5 separate regions of the Mus musculus genome follow, and all the other regions are linked to region 3. A link is a contact called in public HiChIP or PLAC-seq and capture Hi-C data. All regions are on one chromosome and are shown on one strand. The core of a region is the stretch at or near the end of the contact, and the rest is flanking DNA. Distances in the headings are between cores, read along the strand shown.

Region 1 (2,700 bases), core at 24-2,523, 780 kb after region 3:
CAAATAAATTTAGACACAAAATTTGAATTAGATATATATAGGAAATCTAATGTGACAAAGATAGAAAACTATTTGAAATAAATTTACATTTTAAACAGCCATACATTTTAGAGAATGCACTAAGCCAGAGACTGAAAATGATTCTCACCCAATCTCTCATTCTGTTAGCAATAGATATTATCCATTCATTTGAGTAAATGTAACCCAATTGATAGACGCAGTCATTTGTATAATGGCTTCTGCATAGAGTTATCTAAGAATGGTGACAAAGACTGCCTACCTAAGAGCTCTGTAATTGGTATAAAACCCCAGGCAGGCTATTTTGGGATCCTTGGCAGCCTCATGTTTTATCATCTTGATGACTTTAATAGATTTAAGTAAAAATTTTGTTTGAAAGAGTGAAAATTTTAAACTCAGGATTCAATTATTTCCTTGGCATCCTCAGTGTGTTTCTCTGCTTTGTATAAGTCTATAGTTTCTACTGATGGAGACTAAAGTGAGAAGCCATCAGGTCTGGAGACAGGTCTATCCGAGGGCAGATGATGGAACTAACAGAACTCAGTTCCTTTGGGACGGGCACACAACCTACCGTCCCAACCAGAAGGGAAGAGAGGGATAGTGCGTGTGCTACAATCATTACAATTGAGTTACAAAACCAAGTTTATCTGTTTCTCTCTTTTAAGAAACTAGCAGAAAAAGAAAGAAAGAAAAGCATTCTGGGGGGTAGGGGGCGGGGTATCTTAAAGCCACACCTATTGTGTTGGGCACACACCAGGCACTACAGTTCTTGTGAATATATTCCAAGAATGTAGCTTTCTTTTGAGGTAAGTAGAAGTCCACACGCCATGTAAAATAAACTGTCCAGAACTCACATGTCTTTTGCTATAATCTGGTACTAAGGGAGGAGGCTGATGAATAGAGCAGACTTGCTTTTGTTAGTACATGAAAACACGCCTTAAGAGGACAGCACCGACAGGTCTCTCCATCCTTGTACCTGCACCAATCTAATACTCACTCCAGTGCTAGCATGCTGAATTGAAGAAAAACTGGTGTTTTGTACCTATCTACCAAACCCCACAAACAAAATCAACAAAATATTCAACACTAAAGGAAGAATGTGCATCCTGAGAAACACCTCTTAGTGTCCCACCAGCAAATAGCACTGAGGCTGTATCAGAAGTTGAACAAACCAGGCTGACTACTGCAGTGAGAGTGCGCGCGCGCGGTGCCTGTGAGTAAGCAGTCCCATATCCAAGTAGAGGGTGTGAGAGACAGCAGCTTGAGCACTTGGGCACTGGCTGAGGATCTGAGGAAAGAGTCTAAAGAGGAAGAGGTCTGTTCTAAGTTGGCTGCAATTACAAAACAGGGACACGCCCATGAGTAGGTCAAAGGCAGCTGTCATACACAAACTGGCCGAGGAAGGGAGAGGGATGTTAGAGTGAACTAAACACACTCTGCTTGCCTCTGTGTCAGCAATGTTGTTATCTTGTTTTCTTGTTTTAGTCTTTGATAATTTTTCCCCCAAATGCCTCAACTTGAAGCTGATGCTACATGAAATTGTTTAGGTCTGAAAGGAGAAGAATAATGCTTGCCTATGTCAAGAGCACCTTGGCATACTTATAGTACATTTGAATCCATTAGTGTGCAAGGGCACCCCACCACCACCACATACCAGCTTAATAAACATCTAATAATAAAAATGAAATTTAAAAGATGCTACTTATTTCTCAAAGCTTATTTCTGCCAATTGGTTGGACATAATTTCTTAAAATTTGGCATGATAGCTTGCCTCCGCTATTACGATAGCCAGTTTAGCTGTCAATCACTGCTAATTCCAGCAAGAGTACCGTGACATACCTGTGGCCCATTTGCATCCATTTGTGTGCGTGGGCATCCCCCCAAACATAATAATAAAAATAAAATTTAAAAGATGCTATATACAAGAGCATAGAATGTTCTCTTCCCTATATGCTGGATGCTGATTTTCGCTATGTGGGTATAGCCATTTTTTTTGGTAAGGCATTTTGTAAATCCCTTAAAATTTTCTTATATTTTTCATTATATACAATGTCATTGTCCTTATAAATCTTAATATACTTTTTATTTTTGAATATACTTAAATTCTTCTACTTCATATTTTTGAACCAATTTGCTCAAAAATATCTTTACTTTCACTTTTGTTTAAACCATAGATTAGCTTTAACAGTTTTGGTTTTTTTTTCTAAAAAAGTATCACATAAAGATCTCAAGAAAAAAATTGAGACTAATGGCCCTTGCCTCTTTCAGGAGGCTTCTTGGTTCCAAATCTTGTTAATTCAAATTACAGCATTATTGTGTCAGCATGGTATTTGACTCCCTGACACAGTACCTGAGGGTGGCGGTGGCACCGGTGCCATGGTTAAACAACTACAAGAGAATAGAAAGGGACCCAGGACTTCCTATGAGACTAGGAATGAGCTGTTAATGCCTTCGAGGATCTGACAATTTTCTATAAAGCCTTATGACCAGCAAGCAGGACCACACAAATCTGAGATGACGGCACTCAAGAGGATTGCGTGTCGCGTCCACTCTCATTTGGACTTCTTCCCTAGCTCGTCTTTGCTTCCATATCATCACCATTCATGTTTCTGTTTGGGATATTCACTTTTCTTTTGTAAAAACTATAGGTAAGAAGTGATTAGGTTTTGAAAATGAAAAGAA
Region 2 (2,700 bases), core at 152-2,651, 600 kb after region 3:
TGTGGTGGCCCCCAACTATAACATTATTCTTGCTGCTACTTCATAACTGCAATTTGCTAGCTCTGAATCATAACGCGTAAATATGGGAAATTCCCGATGGTCTTGGGCCATCCCTGTGAAAGGGTCGTTTGATCCCAAGGGGTTGCTGTTCATGGTTGAGAACTCACTGCTTGAATGTAAACGTATTTATCTGCTCAACCCACACGGCTGTGAGCCCACAGAGGCCAGGCACCTGAAACCCGACACAGGGAGGCTCCCCTGCCCCTTCCCCATGAGGAGAAACACTATGGAAGCGAAACACAGCAAAAACAGTCCTGAAGAGACTGGCTTCTGGATCTACAACGTCCAGAGTCTTTCTCCCTTCATAATGGTTCCGTATGATGATGCTCAGAACGTTCTTGGTTGGTTGGTTGGTCGGTTGGTTGGTTTTTGAGTCTCCTGTTGCCAGATGGCCCAAATCTTTCTTACAGCCTAAGATAATCTTGACCTTCTGATCTCCCTACTTCCGCCTTCCAGGCACAGGGATTGCATGTATTCACCACCATACCTGACTGACCCTTCAGGATATCTAGCTCCTTTGACAATTTTCATTTTTCAAACTATGCTTACCTTTTGGCCAAAACTTTGTGTATCGGTATGTGTATCGAGTTCATTGAACTTCAAGAATTCCATCACAGGTATTAGAAAAATAATTTTTAAACATTTTATTATTTACAGATCACTGACCCCAAATTACATATAGTAATGAAATCTATACGATCAAGGGCTTTCTATAAATGATGTAATTATTGATAGTCAATCACATGTTCTAACAAATCGGAACAGCAGCTGTACTTGTGTGTGTGTGTATTGCATTTCCTGAAACTATTTTAATCAAAAAAAAAAATCAAGACTTAGAAAGGAAATTATGTTTAAGGAAAGAACGAATATCTGTTATCCAACCTAGAGTCTGCTATATTTGGACTTTGGGGGAAGGTGCTGATTTTCCTAGCAAAATTGGAAACCACTTCTTAAATGAATTTTTAGACAAGAGGAAGGATTTTCTGATTATGCTTTGGCGAGCAGTGGTCTTGGGAAGATTAAGCCTCCCATGTGTTTTATTGATCTAGCCTAAGCAATATGCTGAGCGGAATCAGTGCATCTATTACGGTCTTTTTAAAAGAGCCTAACAATGGATTTAACGCACTAAGAAACAATAAAGACTGTACAAACTAGTCAATCAAAAAGTACAAGTGTGCTTTGCCAGATGTCAATTTCGTCTTCATGTCACACAGTAAGATCTTACTGGGATGTGAGCTTGCCGGAAGCCAGTCCGTTCAGGGTGACCCTTCTTTCTGTTGATTCTCCTCCAGGCCGTATTCCCCATCCCCTTCACATTAGCCATTGCTTAGCACCCGGTCTTTGTGTGCATCCAAATGCAAACCATCACCACTGGAAAAACAAAAGGGAAACCCCCACCACATCCGGTCACACTTACAGAGCATTTGCAATTATTCCTTTCTTGCCTCTTCTCCCCACGAGAGTGGGACCATAGTGAGACACATGCCTTGGGAACAAAATTTGAGAATGACAAGATAAATAAATAAATACCCTTATTATCGCAACACATATTAGTGCAATGCTTAAAAATAAAATCTAAGCCAAGCAGTTGAGGCACATCCCTTTAATCCCAGCACTTGGGGAGGCAGAGTTCTGTGAGTTCAAGGTCAGCCTGGTCTACAGATCGAGTTCCAGGACAGCCAGGGCTACATAGTGAGACCCTGTCTTGGGAAAAAAAAAAAAAGCTTTAAAAAAATGTAGTGCCAAAAGTTCATGATGATTAGTTACTTAAAAGTTAAAGGTTTGTTTTTAGATTGGTTTGGTTTTTTAGATTGATTATATGTATGAATGTTTTGCCTGCATGCGTGCAGCTACATCAGGTGTGTGTCTGATGCCCATGGAAGCCAGAAGAGAACATTGGATCTCCTGCGACTGGAGTTATAGATGCTTGTAAGCCGTGTGGGTTCTGGGGACTGAATTCAGGTCCTATCCAAGTGTTCTTGGATAGGCCTTTAACTGCTTAGCTGTCTATCTAGACAAAAACACACATCCACACACTCACACACTCACACACACACACACACACACACACACACACACTCACACACACACATATCCACACTCTCACACACACACACACATCCACACTCTCACACACTCACATACACGTACTCACACATACTATACACACTCAGACACACACAACTTTTAAATAATGAGATCCAACTCTCACAGCCTTCCCTCATGAGCTCCATTTCAACCTCAGCTCTGGCCAGTGGAACTTTGTAGTTTCATTTTGTTTTTTAAAAGAGGACTCTGGATGGCTCATTTATGTTTAGTGTCAGGATTTGAGAGAGTCAGGATGATTGCTTGAGATTACGAGTTCCGAGTCAGGCGGGCAACATCGCGAGCCCTTGTCTCAAACCAAATGCAAGCAACCAATGGGATCTAGTCTTTCTTTACTGTTTGCCACACTTCACCATTAAAGCCAGTTAAAGCTGGTTCTTTCTGTTGTGGAGGGTAATTAGTTACTGATTTAGTTTCGGTAACAGATATAGACCTATTCCATTATATGATCCTCCCCGTGGGAGTTTGATTGAATTACATTTTTCCAAGGAATTGGTCCTTTTCTGTAGATCATTAATTTTTTGTGCAAAGTGT
Region 3 (2,700 bases), core at 136-2,635:
AGCCTCTTGAATGTAGTATGTGTCACCACACCAGGTCTGATCCTAATATTTGTAAGCCGTTCTCTTTTTAAAGGAACATTTTTAATTAATTTATTTATGATTGATTTGTTGTACACAACACAGTACTCCTATGGAGTTCAGAGAGCAACTTTTGGGAGTTAGGTGGTTTTTTTCATTTTCATTTTCTTTTCTTTTCTTTCTTTCTTTTTTTTTTTAACCACGTGGGACCTGGGAATTGAACTGTGGTTGTCAGTCTCAAGTGCCCACTGAGCTATCTCTCCAGCCGTTTATAAGCTATTCTAAAATATTATAACCAGGAGGTGGAGAGATAGCTCAATGGCTAAGAGCACTGACTGCTCTTCCAGAGGTCCTGAGTTCAATTCCCAGCAACCACATGACAGCATAAATATGAGTCAGATGGGTTGGGGTAAGGTTTTCTCTGTGTAGTTCTGACTGTGTAGTTCTTGCTCTGAAAACCATGCTAGCCTCGAACTCAGAGATCCAACTGCCTTTGCCTCCGCATGCTGAGATGCTGGGATTAAAGGAGTGTGATACCCGGCCTGGGATAATTAGTGGTTTTGCCCTGGAATAATGCACGGTTCTGAAAGATTCTAAGAGTGTTTGTGGAGCGTGATTTGCTATGAGATCTGTGGGCAGGTTGGAGGCGAGAGAACAAGTGTGAGACAATAAATATGGCGTGGCTTCACATACATGTTTATTTAAATGTCTTTCAGGTTCTACATCACTCTTTCTTCCCTCATGCTCTTGACGCAGAGAGTCACATCCCTCTCACTGGACATTTGTGAAGGGAAGGTGGAGGCCCCGAGGCGGGGCATCAGGAGCAAGAGTTCTTTCTCTGAGCACCTGTGGGATGCTCTACCTCATTTCAGCTACTTGCTCTTTTTCCCTGCTCTCCTGGGAGGCTCCCTGTGTTCCTTCCGGAGGTTTCAGGCTTGCGTTCAAAGATCAAGCTCTTTGTATCCGAGTATCTCTTTTCGGGCTCTGACCTGGAGGGGTCTGCAGATTCTCGGGCTGGAGTGCCTCAAGGTGGCGCTGAGGAGCGCGGTGAGTGCTGGAGCTGGACTGGATGACTGCCAGCGGCTGGAGTGCATCTACCTCATGTGGTCCACAGCCTGGCTCTTTAAACTCACCTATTACTCCCATTGGATCCTGGACGACTCTCTCCTCCACGCGGCGGGCTTTGGCGCTGAGGCTGGCCAGGGGCCTGGAGAGGAGGGATACGTCCCCGACGTGGACATTTGGACCCTGGAAACTACCCACAGGATCTCCCTGTTCGCCAGGCAGTGGAACCGAAGCACAGCTCTGTGGCTCAGGAGGCTCGTCTTCCGGAAGAGCCGGCGCTGGCCCCTGCTGCAGACATTTGCCTTCTCTGCCTGGTGGCACGGGCTCCACCCAGGTCAGGTGTTCGGCTTCCTGTGCTGGTCTGTAATGGTGAAAGCCGATTATCTGATTCACACTTTTGCCAACGTATGTATCAGATCCTGGCCCCTGCGGCTGCTTTATAGAGCCCTCACTTGGGCTCATACCCAACTCATCATTGCCTACATCATGCTGGCGGTGGAGGGCCGGAGCCTTTCCTCTCTCTGCCAACTGTGCTGTTCTTACAACAGTCTCTTCCCTGTGATGTACGGTCTTTTGCTTTTTCTGTTAGCGGAGAGAAAAGACAAACGTAACTGAAATCTTTCCCTGCCCTTCATCTCACCTAGCCATTAAATACTGCTTAGGAAATGCCAGAAGATGCCTTGATGAATAATGTATTTAAAACTATTCATAGTGAAAGTTTTTAAGTATTGGATGGATAAACCTGATGGCTGGCCACAGAGATGTGTTTCTCTTCTGTGGTGGTTTGAATAGTAATGGCTCCCATATGTTTATATATTTAAATGCTTAGAGGGTGACACTACTTGAAAGGACTAGGAGGTGTGGCTTCATCGGAGGAAGTGTGTCACTAGGCTTTGAAGTTTCAAAAGCCCAGTCCTAGTTTAGCGTCTTTCCCTGTAGCTTGCCGATCTGGATATAGAACTCTTAGCTCCTCCAGCACCATGTCTGCCTGCATGCCGCCATGCTTCCTGCCATGATGATAATGGACTAAACCCCTGGAATTATAAGTCAGCCCCAATTAAATGATTTCCTTTATAAAAGTTTCTGTGGCCGTGGTGTCTCATTACAGCAGGGGAACAGTAATTAAGACTTGTGCATTAACAAGCTATTCTATTGTTACTGAGGTACAAATTGGAGAAGCACAGGGACTTCTCTAGATGTGGAAGTGAGGTTGAAATGAGCCTGGATATAAAAACATCAGGTGTGAGTAGAGGGCGTGATTCAGTGAGTGTCTGCCCAGCAGATGGGAGGGCTGGGGTTTGAGCCTCACTACCAGATTTAAAAAACAAAACCAAAACATCAAACTACTGTGAACCGCATGAAGATGTTATATGCACAGAAATTAAATGCTTAGTACCCATTGGGCCCAGTTGATTCTGGGATGTGAAGTATTGCAATCTGGTATGAATGACTTCTTATTGCCATAATGAAATGTTAGAGACAGGCAGACTTATGAAGGAAAGGATGTTTATTTAGGTCTCAGAGTTAGAAGTGCAAAGTCTGATGGTTTGGCTTCTGTTGATCCCTGATGGTGGATGCTGTCACATCATAGCAGAAGTGCGAACAGGGACAATGGCT
Region 4 (2,700 bases), core at 112-2,611, 630 kb after region 3:
CGTATGGGGGAGGGCGTTTCCTTAGGATGATCATCACCATCTCAAAAAAGTCCCTGGGCCCTATAGGCAAGAGTGGTGACATTTGGCCTGTCTAGAAAACATGCAAAGTAGCTGTGGACTTCATCTTTAAGAAGTTAGCAGCAATGGAAAAACAAAAGTCTGAGTGAAGGAATACAGCTTGGTGGTAATACATTGTCTAGCACTCATGAGGCCCTGGCTGCAGACCCCAGTACTGGTGGGGGGGGGGAGAAAAAGAAAGAGGAGGGAGGGGGAGAGAGAAGCCAAGCATCCACCCCTTGAGAAGCTAATCAAAGCTGGTGAGCTGTTGGCAAGCCTACCTGAAGGCATAGGTCTCAGGGATATAAGGTCAATGCCTTTGTTTTGGGGGTATGTTGGATTGGGAATGCTTATGGAGGACTGAATTAAAACCAGCAGTTAATGCTGAGATAACATTTTGGGTTTGAAAATAAATGTGTGAGAGAGTTATATTAAAATGAATGGTCATTGGATCTTGAAAATAAATGAAGCTACCTAGGCTGGATTCTAGATAATTGAGACGGAAGTGGCTAAGGATGATGTGACAATTGTCAAAACTACTTAGAACCTTGGGCCTTTTCTTTAGTGCTGTTGTAAAAGAAACTGAGAAAAACAAAGAGGAACGTCAGGTGCACATCCTTGGGTTTCATTTTGGTCACTGGTGACTCAAACATGCCAACCTTACCGTAGCTGTGTGACATAAAAAACTGAGATTACTTGACTTTAGAATCAGACTGACCAAATTTGAATCCCAACACTGGAATCTCCTAAACGACTGTAACTTGGGCTTTAATATCTCCATGCAATATAACATATTGATGTCCTCAAGAAGAGGCCACTGTTAAACTAGATAGGGCATGATGATCATGATTCTAAGAAGAAGGCAGTTAGGGGCTCAGTGAAGACCCATATCCTTTGCCGAAGTGGAGAGAGACTGCTAGGAGCAGATGCCCAACCAGTGTCTCCAGCTCCCTTGTGCTTTGATGGCCAGGTACTGGAACCGTGGTGAGGAGAGTCTGTGCCAAAGGCTCTCGGATCTCCTTTAAGTTGGCTGCACAGAAGCCTGGCATGCAGCCCTCTTCCATGACTTCTCTCACCCTCTCCTTCCAGCTAGGCAGAGTGGAGGTGACCTTGAAGGTCATCCCAGAAATCAGGAACTGGATGACAGAAGTAACAGAACCAGGATCCAAGAACCATCCACAGAAGGGGCTCAGACTGCTAAGCAACTCTGAAAGATTCATCTTCTTCCTAAGACTTCCTCCAGAAGGCAAAGAAGTTGATAGGGCTAAGGTTAGACAGGATAGACTGTCTACACCACAGGACATACTGACTCACCGCTGTAAGACACCACTGGAGACAGGAAGCTGGAGTCTACATAAATGAGGCTAGCAAGGAATTGCCAATGGGGTATGTCAAGTTGTGTCATTTTTCAGTTTTTAAATGACTTCCACTGTGACAGCATAAGCTTTGTTCAAAATCTTAACAAGTCTGACACATACATACAAGCGCTCTCTCTCTCTCTCTCTCTCTCTCTCTCTCTCTCTCTCTCTCTCTCTCTCTCTCTTTGTGTGTGTGTGTCACACAGACACACACACACACACACACACACATACACACACAAACAAAGTTGAAAGATCCACAGACCAGCCACAGTGGGAGCATCAAAGAGGAATGAGATTTTGTTCAAATTTTTTAAACTAATGATACATGTCTCAACTGCAAAAGCAAGATGTGGTGCTTTGAATGAGAATGGCCTCCAAAGGTCACATGTTTGAAGAGGCACTGCCCAGTAGATGGAATTGCTTGAGATGGATTAGGTGATGTGAAGAAGACAGGATACCGGTTTTCCCACCCTGAAGTCTGGAAGTGGATTTTGTTAAGGACCTGGTGACCTTTTTGGTATCTGTGGAGGCAGACCTCACCCGCCTTTTGCTCTAGAGGCAGATCTCACCTAAGTCACCAAGAATGTCTACCCCAGACTCTCTGTCCCTCCTTAGCTCCCAGTTAAACCCATACTTTGTAGACATGCCATAATATTTTGTAGCCTGCTGATCTTTATGCTATTGAGTCAAGAGATCATGCTAGCTTCTAAGCCTACTAGCTATAAATCTCACTTTCATGGTCACATGTACTTTGTAAAGGAGTCTCTGTGTAGCCACACATTCAGCTTTATTGTGCACCGGGAATGGGAACTTTCCCCCAAATTGTACTGCCGTTTAAATATGCTGACAATGAGCAGCCTGGCATTAGACTCCCCGAAGTCTAATCAATCTCAACTGGGTTTTCATTCTCATCTCTTCAAAGATCACTGCCTGCATGGATACCTGCAGGATCCCCCTCAGAGCAGATGTATCAGTGGTGGTGGGCTTTGAGGTTTCAAATGACTTGAACTATTATTCCCAGTGTGCTCTGTGTGTGTCTCCTGCTTGTGGATCCAGATGTGAGCTTCCAGCTTCTCCCAGTACCATGCCTTTGCTCTGCCATCATGGCTTCTTACCTTGTGAAACCATGAGCCCAGTTAAACATTTTCTTTTATAAGATGCCTCGGTTGTGGGGCTGGAGAGATGGAGTTAAGAGCACGGACTGCTCTTCCGAAGGTCCTGAGTTCAAATCCCAGCAACCACATGGTGGTTCACAACCATCTGTAATGAGATCTGACACCCT
Region 5 (2,700 bases), core at 115-2,614, 800 kb after region 3:
TAAAGGCGAAGACAAAAGTTCTCAACTTAAAAAAACTGAGTTCCCATCCCTGGGAGGACAAGTCTGTCGCTGAAACTCCAAGGAAGAGGAAAGTAGCCCAGGGCAGTCATGCTGCTGCACGTCCAGGAGAGGAAAGCCTAGAGCTGCTTACAGTCACTTCTGCTACAGCAGAGTAGTTCTTACAGCTAGATGCTACTGCTCATCTGGGACACCACGCACAGATTTGACTGCAGTGCCAATTACTTAGATACAGTCTCCTCTAGGCATACATATGTACAGGAAAGTACTGAGAAAGGACGCAACAATACCGAAGGTTTCAGGCATCCACTAGGAGTCTAAGCACAAGTCCGGTGTATCCTGGTGGGGAGGGGCTGCTGTGTATCACTTACTTCCTGAATGTAGCAATGTTATTTTGAGTCTAAAGTGACTCAAAAGTTAAAGAATAAAATAGCAACACAACATCAAGTTACTGTTACTTTATCTTCCTGAAGGCTATTATTGGCAGTCAACTTGAATACATCTGGAATTCACTTCAAAAGCAAGAGGCTGGGCTCGCCTGGGAGGGACTCTTGGTTAACTGGATCCTTTGAGGTAGGCTCAGAACACCCACCTGGGCCAACCTTCTTGTAGCAGCCCACTGGAAGGACATGGAAAGGAAGGGTTTGCTCAAGGAGAGCAAGTACAAGTCTCACTGGCAAGTTCATGCATCTTCTGTTGAGACACTCAGCCTCACGAACTGGATGACTCTTGGGACCTTCTATAGAGAGACAGCCACTGTTGGACTAGTCGGACCAAAGTCTGTCAGGCACTCTACTAAATCCCCTGTATATATGTAAATTCCTCCTCAGAACCCTGACTATGCAATCAAAATGATCAGCTTTTGCAGAAACTTTGTTTTTAATTCCAGAAGGAAATTTCACATTGGTTCATCCTGGAAATTTCCAATTAGTTTATAAGGCATCTCAATCATAAAGCAGACTCAAGAATCAAAGAAAGGTGGCTTAATTGCTGAGTGATCATGTGCAAAGAAATAGCGACCATGAAAAGCGCTGCCTGTTATTCATACTTGGGACTGAACACCAGATCCTGCTTTAAATGGAGGTGAAAACATTTTTACTTAGCAGGATATGACAGTTACATAATGAAAACTTTGATTCAGCAATTTTTAATAAGTGGTAGAGGCAAAGTATTGAAAGCCTGACTGTTCCCCTCAAAAGGAACTTAAATCCTCAATCCTTCGAACAGGACTGTACTTATAATGGTCTACTCTGAAAGAGAAATGGTTGTTTACTCCCAGTTGTATTCTGGTTTAGGCGGTCTCAAAAGTAACTGTCCTGCCTGAAATGTGTGGCTTTCAGACATTTTGTGGTCACTCCTAGCTCTCTCTGTGACCTGAACAAAGGCACATCACGGAGAACAATGTTGTAACAGGAAAGAAGCAACTGCTGCTAGCAAAATCCGGATTAGAAAATACTTAACCATCACAAGTTTATTAGAAGTAAAACAAAAAATTAACTCCATGAAGTTTAGATGTAAAGATATCTGCATTAAAGTGACAGGGGTCTAAACCTGTTTTTCCCACTGCAGAAAGGAGTAAATGAAGGGAGAAAACAGTTCAGAGGCCGAGCTTCACGGCTGACAATACCGTTGCCTACTGGCTACTCAGAATATCAAAGCAGAGTTTAAACCGCAGACCCTTCAGGACAGGTTCCTCCAAATCTAAAGGTCAGCCCTCCACACCCAACTGCTGCTACACTGCTGGGCGTCATCTGCGCTCCGTCCCAGCCACTCGCACATGAGCTTCACCGCAGCACTTCTCACAGCAGCTGAGCTATGGACAGCCTCAACGGCCTTCGACTAGCAGACATGTTTTGTACACACAGTTGAGACAGCAGAGCAGGCCGTGACTATAAAAGTCATGTGGGCATGTCATGGTACTCTTGACACTACATTCTAGTAAGGCAAGAATGATATGTACAACAAGTAAAGGTGACAGTGGCAAACGTCAGAAAGGCCACATGGTACTTCAGGGGTGTCAACTGGGATGCCTCAAAATGTACTTTTCAAGTTTGGAACCATCAAAGGTAATTTAACTATTGGCATAAAATGTAACTGGGAATTCATGCTGTATGGTCAATGCAAACACCACAAGCCTCTCAGAATATGCAAACACGATACAAAGAACGGTATGGGGGGGGGGGGACACGACATATGAATATCCCAGAATGTAAATTAATGAGTACCATGGCCATTCAAACCTCCTTACTTTATTTCACTTATTTATTGAGACATGGCCTCAATATATAGCCTAGTTGGCCTCCAATACATGATCCTCTTGCCTCAACCTCAAGAGTCATAAATAACTTCTACTGTCTTTAACCAACTGAGATATGAGCCAACCTTAAACCACTACATCTAGACTCTTCCCAGTCTACTGATTTTTCTACTGATAGACATTCTTCCTATCTCCTTTCCAAGTAGGCAGGCTACAAAAACTACAGCAGCTGACAGAAAGGATAGTTATAACACAGAAAGGGCCAAATTCTCAATTGTATTCCATATGAGCTATGATTTGTGAATTCCCTACTCAATTTCTACTTATTTAGCCAGATCAGTTCAGAGTCAGGAAACACAACTTTAACCATGTTGTCTTATTTCATTTTTAACTATTAAATGTAGGCACCTACATTATTCTTACAA

Evidence for each region. HiChIP or PLAC-seq counts read pairs in DNA pulled down with a chosen protein or histone mark. Capture Hi-C pulls out chosen DNA fragments and counts their contacts.
Region 1: a contact with region 3 is called in an H3K4me3 HiChIP or PLAC-seq map of bone marrow-derived macrophages, with 4 times the contacts expected there. The contact joins two enhancer-like sites. A contact is called at or near these places in 6 of 39 promoter capture datasets (the 3T3-L1 cell line, the C10 cell line, HPC-7-derived erythroid cells and 3 more), 1 of 115 datasets of contacts at active chromatin or transcription factors (bone marrow-derived macrophages) and 1 of 9 other capture datasets (liver).
Region 2: a contact with region 3 is called in a capture Hi-C map of embryonic stem cells, with 3 times the contacts expected there. The contact joins two enhancer-like sites. A contact is called at or near these places in 1 of 39 promoter capture datasets (the 3T3-L1 cell line), 3 of 115 datasets of contacts at active chromatin or transcription factors (embryonic stem cells, large pre-B cells and regulatory T cells) and 1 of 9 other capture datasets (embryonic stem cells).
Region 4: a Foxp3 HiChIP or PLAC-seq map of regulatory T cells shows a contact between it and region 3, with 13 times the contacts expected there. The contact joins two enhancer-like sites. A contact is called at or near these places in 4 of 115 datasets of contacts at active chromatin or transcription factors (CD8 T cells, embryonic stem cells and regulatory T cells).
Region 5: an H3K27ac HiChIP or PLAC-seq map of embryonic stem cells shows a contact between it and region 3, with 2.8 times the contacts expected there. The contact joins two enhancer-like sites. A contact is called at or near these places in 4 of 39 promoter capture datasets (the C10 cell line, HPC-7-derived erythroid cells, hippocampal neurons and 1 more) and 2 of 115 datasets of contacts at active chromatin or transcription factors (bone marrow-derived macrophages and embryonic stem cells).

The regions. Positions count from the first base shown.
Region 1 is chr8:34,902,953-34,905,652 of GRCm38.p6, forward strand. All of the region lies in intron 3 of Tnks (tankyrase, TRF1-interacting ankyrin-related ADP-ribose polymerase), which reads right to left. Among named protein-coding and RNA genes, the nearest start is that of Tnks, 61 kb to the right of the region's middle. Within about 2 kb of position 1,274, at least 79 of the 459 cell types and tissues checked have an H3K27ac peak or open chromatin away from gene starts, as enhancers often do. A contact at or near this core is called in bone marrow-derived macrophages, where this site is marked.
Region 2 is chr8:34,726,495-34,729,194 of GRCm38.p6, forward strand. No RefSeq gene overlaps it. Among named protein-coding and RNA genes, the nearest start is that of Gm46069, 38 kb to the left of the region's middle. Within about 2 kb of position 1,402, at least 7 of the 459 cell types and tissues checked have an H3K27ac peak or open chromatin away from gene starts, as enhancers often do. A contact at or near this core is called in embryonic stem cells, where this site is marked.
Region 3 is chr8:34,123,021-34,125,720 of GRCm38.p6, forward strand. It overlaps Mboat4 (membrane bound O-acyltransferase domain containing 4), which reads left to right. Exons shown (of 3, transcript NM_001126314.2): 3 at 735-2,165. The coding sequence ends at 1,698. Among named protein-coding and RNA genes, the nearest start is that of Gm39158, 3.5 kb to the left of the region's middle. Within about 2 kb of position 1,386, at least 108 of the 459 cell types and tissues checked have an H3K27ac peak or open chromatin away from gene starts, as enhancers often do. A contact at or near this core is called in CD8 T cells, bone marrow-derived macrophages, embryonic stem cells and 1 more, where this site is marked.
Region 4 is chr8:34,755,725-34,758,424 of GRCm38.p6, forward strand. No RefSeq gene overlaps it. Among named protein-coding and RNA genes, the nearest start is that of Dusp4, 51 kb to the right of the region's middle. Within about 2 kb of position 1,362, at least 27 of the 459 cell types and tissues checked have an H3K27ac peak or open chromatin away from gene starts, as enhancers often do. A contact at or near this core is called in CD8 T cells and regulatory T cells, where this site is marked.
Region 5 is chr8:34,920,962-34,923,661 of GRCm38.p6, forward strand. All of the region lies in intron 2 of Tnks (tankyrase, TRF1-interacting ankyrin-related ADP-ribose polymerase), which reads right to left. Among named protein-coding and RNA genes, the nearest start is that of Tnks, 43 kb to the right of the region's middle. Within about 2 kb of position 1,365, at least 34 of the 459 cell types and tissues checked have an H3K27ac peak or open chromatin away from gene starts, as enhancers often do. A contact at or near this core is called in embryonic stem cells, where this site is marked.